3 separate regions of the Mus musculus genome follow, and all the other regions are linked to region 1. The links are chromatin contacts, called in public HiChIP or PLAC-seq maps. All regions are on one chromosome and are shown on one strand. The core of a region is the stretch at or near the end of the contact, and the rest is flanking DNA. Distances in the headings are between cores, read along the strand shown. Region 1 has its middle 11 kb from the start of Vmn1r43. Region 2 has its middle 43 kb from the start of Aldh1l1. Region 3 overlaps Aldh1l1 (aldehyde dehydrogenase 1 family, member L1).

Region 1 (2,931 bases), core at 180-2,679:
GCTTAAGGTCAAGGGCCTCCTAGCCCACCCTGTGGGTCCTAATAAGGTGTTGGCTGAACAAAGTGCTCCAGCCCCACTACCCCCAAGAAGGCCACCTCTGCCTCCTACTTTTACTACTCCCTCCAAGGTTAGTTTGGCCCCTCTAGAGGCCCCTACAGCCACCACCTTTCCCCAGACTGGACAGAGGTTGTTAAATTTAGTCCAGGGGGCCTTGAGTGTGATTAAGACTAGCCTGGACTTGATCAAGTCCTGCTGGCTATGCCTGGCCTCGGGACCTCCTTATTATGAGGGAACTGCTGTTTTAGGAGGATTTAATAGTACTACAACCCATGAGGCCTGCATGTGGGGACAACATCATAAAATCACCCTAACCCAGGTTTCTGGCTTTGGCACTTGCATTGGAACCCGGCCCCAAAATCATCAACATCTCTGCAATGAAACCCTAAAGAGCCATAAGACATCAGATACCAGATACTTGTTTCCTGGGTTACACAAGTGATGGGCTTGCAATACTGGATTAATTCCCTGTGTATCTACTGCTATCTTTGATAATTCCAAAGATTATTGTGTGCTTGTTCAGTTAGTTCTTAGAGTACTCTATCTCCTAGCCAGCACCCTTAAAAATATCTATGACAAGCATGTTACCAGGTTTCACAGAAAACCAGTAACCCTGACTCTAGCAGTCATCTTAGGACTAGGAGTGGCCACATGGGTGGGTACGGATACCACTGCTTTGATCTAGATGCCCATTATTTTAATGAACTTAGGTCTGCTATAAATCAAGATTTGAGGGCTTTGGAACAATCTTTGTCAGAGCTAGAGGAGTTGGTCGCCTCATTGTCTGAAGTTGTGTTACAGAATAGGAGAGGTTTAGACCTGCTGTTATTAAAGGAAGGAGGATTATGTGCTGCCTTAAAAGAAGAATGTTGTTTAATGTAGATCACTCAGGAACAATTAGAGATTCCATGGATAAGTTAAGAGAAAGACTAGATAAAAAGCAGAAAGAAAGAGACGCCAGTCAAGGATGGTTTAAAAGTTGGTTTAATAAAACTCCATGGATGACCACTTTGATGGGACCACTATTGACCCTATTATTGCTTCTTATGATAAATCCCTGGATTTTAAAAGGTTAGTTGTCTTTATTAGAGAAAGAGTTAGTGCAGTGCAGCTTTTAGTCTTGAGACAACAGTATCATACCTTAAAAGATCAGAAGCATCAGAAAAAAGATGATGTCTAGTTCTAAGATTAGAACTACTTACAAGAAGAAGTGGGGAATGAAAGATTGTGATAGAGAGTGGAAAAATTAAGGGCCCTAGACAGGAACCTGAGAAGGTGAACTTTGTGACCCAATGTTCCAGGATATGCTAACCGCAAAACAGATGGTGACATTCCTCCACCCAACCACTCCTTTGTTCCAGGAAATGTTTGTACAAAAAGAATGCCTTGACCGTTCTTTGAACCCATTATGCAAACTGGCTAGTTTGCCCAATGCTGTCAGTTATTGTCAGGTGTTTGCAGTTTTTGCCTTTATAAACCTCTTACCCCTTGAGCTTGTGGTCAAACACCTCTGTCCCTGTGTGGTAGACAAGTTGTCCCCAGTGCACTAGTTCCTGAATAAACCTCTTGCTGATTGCATCAAGATCCGTCTCTTGTGAGATCTTGGGCATCGAGATATCCCTAGACTTGAGTGAGGGTCTCCCCACTGCAGGGGTCTTTCAGCTTCAGCTTGCTTGTCTCATGACTGGTTGATTTCAGCAACTGTGGAATGTAGACAAACTATGAATTTGTTGTGCAAAGTTAAGATAACTCAATGAGAGAAAAGTAAGTTTTATGTGACTTGACAGATATAGGGTGACAATATAGTTAGACAGAGACACACAAAATGCAATGCCATTTTTAGGTTCAAGAAAAAAGTGACATTTTTTTGTTTTTGCTTTATGGGTAGATTTTTAATTCAGCAGGGAAACAAGTGTCATAAATCTGTGTATTTGTGGAACATTTGATGTGTACGCACTCACTAGCACTTATTGAGTAACTAGAGATTTCAAATAGCATTTTTGTATGTTTTTGGTACTTCCTAATAATAAAGACATATTATCTTCATACAGATACAGCATTATCCCTAGTGACGCTGAGGTTCAGTGGATAAAGTATTCACTGCACAAAAAAAACCTGAGCATCCACATATCACAGAGTAGCAGGCATCTTTCACCCCCAGAGTTCTTATGGGCAAATGGGTAGTGAATTCCCAGAAACTCTGTGTTACTTAGCCTGGCCCACATAGTAGAGAATAACAAGAGAACCAACAGAAACAAAGTGGAAAGTCAGGACAAGTGTAATAGGTTGAAATCTGGCCTCTACATGCATAGGATGATGCATAGGTGCCTATATTCACAGACATGAACACACGTGCGCACGCGCACACACACACACATTTAAATTATTCCCCCTATATCAAATAATGATGAGAATATAAATATACCGGAATATAATTATCAATAATAAAACATTGTGACAAACATGTCTTGCACACCAATTGAATTCCACTCTTTACACATATGATTCTTGTTCTCAGACTCTCCTGGGAAAGCAAAGTTCTTGCTGAAGATGCTGCCAGCACCATGCTTACTTCTGGCACTAAGCTGCAAAGGCAGCTCCAGTGTTGTGTCTCCTAGAGAGAGTTTCCTGTGACTGCAAATGTATGAATGTACATAATAGATCAGACATATAAATTTTAGTATTAGCTGATGCCATAAAGAGATGAGCTTGAAATATGCTTTTACATTAGAGGTGAATTGTCAAATTAAGGCCTGTGTGTTTTCATATAAATGACAGTATGTGTGTCACTCAATGTTTTAAGAGACCAATTCACAGAAATGTGTCAATGGTAAACAGACATTCCAGACCTGGAAAAGTCATTGTTCATACTTG
Region 2 (2,713 bases), core at 19-2,518, 650 kb before region 1:
CTGTAATACCACAATAAAGCTGCAAGCTGGATGCCGAGACACACCAAGTCTTAACTAAATGCAGTACCTGCTATGTCTGATCTGTCAGAGACACTCAGTAAAGAATTCCTAGAGGAATGGATGGATGGATGGATAGATGGATGGATGAGTGAGTGAATGAATGAAAGGCCTGGCAGGACGCCCTGACTCCCGTGGAGCCAGGAGGCCTGTGTTTACTCCATACCCTGCAGGAGAACACAGTGTCCACAGGGAGTATGCTGTAGAGGTGCTGAATTGGCGTGAACACCAGGGCTGGCCAGCAGCCATCCTGGAGCCAGGGTGGAGGAGGTCAGTCCAGCTAGTCAGACCCAGGGGCTGGCTCAGTTGTCATTCCACGACTCTAGGCAACGACTTCTAGTCTATGAAACAAACACACAAACCAAGGACCTGAGGAGGAAGCCTGTGGCCATGCCATCAACACTCTCTGCGCAGCTTTCTCTGCACATACCCTCAGTAAAAGGCTCAGGTCTGAGAAGATAGGCTGGACACCCAATGCTGTGCCAAAGAGAGAAGTCAGTATCCGTCATCCTGGGGGCAGGGTTGTCATTTCAGGACATCAGACCCTCTGTGGACCCACCTATCCACTAAGAAGATACAAGCAGTGGGGTTTGTCTATAGGGGAGTTCCTGTTGTACATGCCTGTGGGTGCCCACTGTGCCTTGGACATACACCCCCCTGTGATGTGGATATACAGCCTGTAGCAGGTGTGAACCCCACCGTACTGTCAGAGGGTCTATGACATGCTTCTAGTTAGTAGGTGCAAGACCCTGAGTATACACCCTGGCATATGCAAATGTTTGTGCAGGATATGGTGTTGGTGGGCCTGAGAGTGTCTATTATATCACCTGCTGTGTTCTTAGACCCTGTATGTGCCCTACTGTAAATGGTCTGTGGCCCAGGCCCATATAGCATACCATGGTGCTATGGGGGCTCCTGGCCTGGCTCACTTCTCTCCCAGGTGTCTGCCCCAAGTATCTGTTACAGACCAGAAGGGCAGAGACTTGTTCTCCAATCCCAGGCTGAAGGGCTGAAGGGCAACCCTGGGTGGGGAGGTCGCCAGGGCCTGCATTCCTGGCCTGGAGCTCTCTGGCTGGAATTTGTACATTCCATTCATAACATTCCCTGAAAGGGAGGGGGCAAAGCCCAAGTTAGTTAATAAGAGGGAATAAGAAAGAAGGGCTTCTTGCGACTCCAGGCTGTGTGTTCTGCTTGCCCTGGCACAGGCCCCAGTGGCTGAAATGCAAGGAGCACGTGAACTGTGTACTGAGCAACCTGGCACTGGCCACCTCTTAAGCCTGCCCCGGGGGCACCTGCTACTGGCTGGCGTTACCTTCTCCTAAGGGCTGGGTGCACAGCCTGAGACTTAGGGACTCTAGAAGGTAAACCTAGGCTCTCTATCTCTCAGGTAGTCCCATAGCAGTGGCTGAGTCCCAGGGTGACCAGGATAGGTAGGGATAGCCAGTGCCACCTCCAGGGTACAGAAATAAGTGGAGCAGGACTGTCACCACTTCTATTACAGACAGACAAGTGCAGGCTCTGGGAGATAAAGTCCAGGTGGCCGTTCTTTTTCCATGCCTGTATAAAAGCAGAAGAGAAGACAGAAGATTAAGGGACACAGGAGGGAAGGAGGCTCTTCACCTTGGGTCCAGTTCGCATTTCCTTTTGGCTGGAAATCAGAAACTTTGACAAAACTGATAAGATCAAATTGCCTACAGATAATGAGTGTTTTCCTAAAGACAGTGCCCACAAAGCTGTTCAAAACAACTGTGCTATGTGCTAACTTAGGGACAGGATGTTGGTGACCTTGAAGCTATGCATATTAGCATTCCCACCATCCCTATTCTAAATGCATGCCACAGACCATTGCTATTGCAAATACACTGGGTACTGACAAGTGTAACTCATATTTAAAAACATTTCACTCACCCCTTAAGCCACTGCACTCAGGAGACAGAGGCAGGCTTATGGATGAGAAGTCAACCAGGTTTACATAGTGAGCTCCAGGCCACCCAGAGTTACAAAGTGAGACCCTGTCCCAAAACAAAACAAACAATGAGGACAGCAAAAAGAAAAGTCATCTCACGCAGTTCCTCAGCGATGCTTAATTAAGAAAGTAAAGGGACCCCGAGATCTATGAGTCTATTCTGGATCCAAACCCAAGTCCTGTCCCTGAAACCTGGAGAAACGACTTTAAGCACATGACACTGCAGCTCTCAAAACCACACCTTTCTCACCGGGCTACGTGATCATAAATGAGATTCCAAAACCACAGCAGGCTGCCAAAGCATGCAGTGAGCAGATCCACACAGCTCCCTGCACGGTGGAGGGCTGTCCCCTGTGGGAAGGCTGGCAGCTGCCCTGACTTGGGCTCTACAGGCCCACAGTGCCTGGAGGCTCTGGAGGGACTCTTAGCAGCTATTCAAAGTCCAGCAAACAACAAACCGAGCCCCTGCCTGTAGCATTCACCCAGCTTGGCACTTTCCCCAGGCGGGCATCCGGCCATCTCCCTAAGCACACATTTTCCTACGTGTCCAAGGTGTGAGAAAAGCAACAGTCTCGAGTCTGGGCTCACGGGAAAGGCTTGGTTTTAAAGGCTGTGTGTTTTTTAACTCGATATGAAGTACATTCTGTAACTCTTGACCAAAATACCAACTGACGTAAAGCAAGCTCCTTC
Region 3 (2,700 bases), core at 173-2,672, 700 kb before region 1:
AAGGGACCTTGTCCCTCCACGTTTCGATGCTGTGCTGGAACCCTGCCTTCCACTGCTGTTCCTATAGCATCAGTGGAACCTTGCTTCCCTGAGCCACTTCTGCACTCCAGACACGGGTGATGCTGGGTAGCTGGGTTTGGTACTCACCATGGCTGTCTCCTTTTTCTGAATGCCCTCATAGGTGGCTCCTTCCTCAGGCTGGGGACGGCGTGGGGCTGTGCCCTCTGCAATCAGTCGCACAGCCTGAACCTGCAAAGGAGACTCCAGTCAGCTTCCCCAGCATCAGCGTCCCACCCACATCCAGTCCTGGTCCTCACCCTGCAGGCACCTGAGAAGCCTACAGCATGGACACAGGGACACAGGGTATGGGTGACAGGATTTGGGGAGAGTGGAATGGCACACAGACCATCAGCAACACATCCTCTTAGATTATAGATGCTCTAGATCTCTAGGGGAGGAAACAACCAGACCCCACTGGGGATAACAGACACACAAGCCTATGGGTTGCTGTCTGGAACCTTCTTGAAGGAGAATAGCTCTCAAGCCCTGATGTGGGCTTCGACATCTGTAGTAAAGTAACTTCTCTGGGGTCTGAATCAAGGAGTGAAAAGGAGGCTGTAACCCATCCTGAGGAGGACCCAAAGGAGCTATTGTTGACAAGAAATAGAATGCCATGGGGCTGGGGAGGTGGCTCGGTAGTTAAGGGCACTGGGTGTTCTTGTGAGAAGACCTGGGTTCCATTCCCAGCACTCACATGACAGCATACAACCTCCTATAACTCTACTTCTATGGGATCTGATGCCCTCTTCTAATATCCATGGTGCACATATATACAAGCAGGCAAATGCTCACACATGTAAAATAAATAAATAGAAAAAAATTAAAGAAAAAAATAGGGCATCAGAACTGTAATGCAGGGAGGGTTGCCTGTTGAAATACACTATAGTGATAAACATGGGCTGTGTTTGTACAATCCTGTACAATTGCCAGCTCCTGGGGACTTCAAAGGTAGGTGTGTGTGTGTGTGTGTGTGTGTGTGTGTGTGTGTTATAATGCAGGAGATGAAACATACAAAGTAATCACTATACTACAGAGCTAGATTCCCATCCCCAAATTCCTGAACGGAAATTAATTATAATTAATTTAAGTAGACACATGTGACCAGTGGTTGCCTTGGATACTCTGTCTCTAATGGCCATCTGAGTCATTTGCTGTGGAATGTGAAGTCCTCTCATCTCAGGCTAAGTATTCAACAAGGCAGCTTTGCTCACTACTGTTTAACACACAGTGAAAACATTAAAGACAAAAAGGCAGCTGATGTGAAAACAGACTGTGGTGAGGGGCAGATGGCTCAGGGCTTGCAGTGGTCTGGTGACTGACACCTTGCTCACTGCCATGTGACAAGGCTCTTTGTCTGTAAAACATCCTGGCCTGATTATCAAGGGCTTTGGTCCTCTCTCACTAGCCTACCCTACAGGAACAATATACACACTAGGACCTCCTGGGGGCACTGTGTCCTTCCTTGTCTTTCCACAGCCCTGCCCAGTGGAGAGTCTGGAACACCACTGCAATTAAGTGGCTATCTTCCCCAATTGATCACAGCAGGATGCATATCACCGAAGCAGCCAATCAGTGTAGGAGGCAGAGGTCCTTGTGTTCAGAGATAAGGACTAGGGAAATGAGGAATGTTAAACAAGCAGGGTTAGCCTGCAGTTATAGTGCTCACCTTTAATCCCAGCACTCAGGAAGCAAGAGCAAGTGGATCTCTTGAGCTTGAGGCCAGTCTACTCTAAAGAGTGAGTTCCAGGACAGCCAGAGCTACACAGAGAAACCCTGCCTCTAAAAACTAAAAAAACCAACCAAACAAAAACCATGCAGGGTTGTCCCTTTAGATGGAGAGATGTTTAATAACCGGTTGTCTGCCCAGAAGGCTGGGAAAGGACATGGTAAATAGCCTGGTGACATTTGTGCTATGCTATCTATGTGGCTGGGACCACACCACATCCTTCCCCAGACCCTTATCATGAACTTGTTTTCCCTCACTCAATCTACACAACCCATCTTTATGACAGGTGTCACATGTACTTTACAAAGCAGGGCTTCGCTGTAGTCATGTCTTAAGCTTTTATTGTACACACAGGATTGAATTAAATATCACCAGGAAGTCTTTTTTCACCAAATTGTGCTGTTCTTAAATGTGCCTAAAATAAACATGAAGTGTGAACCAACACTGGCTACTGAGTCATACTGAACCCAATTTCCTTCTTGCTTCTCTTGGATCGACACTCTGCAGGCCCTGATGTTTATAGAGTCCCCACAAGTCAGAGTATTCTTGTTGCTCAGGCCAACAACTGAGTCAGCATAACCACATGACCCATAATGTCCAATCAGAGTCTTCCTTGATCTTTCAGCCATATATCTTGGAGAAATGGGGTTTCTCACCCCATGGAAGCTTAGACATAGGAGTCAAGGATCTTTCATGTCATGCAGGACATCTGACCTGAGGATAAAATGAACTAAACAGAAAAAGGACCAAATTGAGACGTGAGAATCCAAAGACTTAGAGGCTTTTGGATTCAACCACACCTGGCCCACCCTGTGTCTGGACTTGTCTAGTCAATGACTCCAACCAAAGTGCCTTTTGGGCTAACACCCTCTTGAGTTGGGCTCTGCCTACTCTGCCCACAGTTCCTTCACGTT

Evidence for each region. HiChIP or PLAC-seq counts read pairs in DNA pulled down with a chosen protein or histone mark.
Region 2: an HNF4G HiChIP or PLAC-seq map of pancreatic cancer cells shows a contact between it and region 1. The contact joins two enhancer-like sites. A contact is called at or near these places in 1 of 39 promoter capture datasets (embryonic stem cells) and 2 of 115 datasets of contacts at active chromatin or transcription factors (embryonic stem cells and pancreatic cancer cells).
Region 3: a FOXA1 HiChIP or PLAC-seq map of pancreatic cancer cells shows a contact between it and region 1. The contact joins two enhancer-like sites. A contact is called at or near these places in 1 of 39 promoter capture datasets (embryonic stem cells) and 1 of 115 datasets of contacts at active chromatin or transcription factors (pancreatic cancer cells).

Annotation. Positions count from the first base shown.
Region 1 is chr6:89,858,544-89,861,474 of GRCm38.p6, reverse strand. No RefSeq gene overlaps it. Among named protein-coding and RNA genes, the nearest start is that of Vmn1r43, 11 kb to the left of the region's middle. Within about 2 kb of position 1,429, at least 22 of the 459 cell types and tissues checked have an H3K27ac peak or open chromatin away from gene starts, as enhancers often do. A contact at or near this core is called in pancreatic cancer cells, where this site is marked.
Region 2 is chr6:90,506,841-90,509,553 of GRCm38.p6, reverse strand. No RefSeq gene overlaps it. Among named protein-coding and RNA genes, the nearest start is that of Aldh1l1, 43 kb to the left of the region's middle. Within about 2 kb of position 1,268, at least 159 of the 459 cell types and tissues checked have an H3K27ac peak or open chromatin away from gene starts, as enhancers often do. A contact at or near this core is called in pancreatic cancer cells, where this site is marked.
Region 3 is chr6:90,560,168-90,562,867 of GRCm38.p6, reverse strand. Aldh1l1 (aldehyde dehydrogenase 1 family, member L1) reads right to left here. Exons shown (of 23, transcript NM_027406.2): 5 at 148-249. Among named protein-coding and RNA genes, the nearest start is that of Aldh1l1, 11 kb to the right of the region's middle. Within about 2 kb of position 1,422, at least 85 of the 459 cell types and tissues checked have an H3K27ac peak or open chromatin away from gene starts, as enhancers often do. A contact at or near this core is called in pancreatic cancer cells, where this site is marked.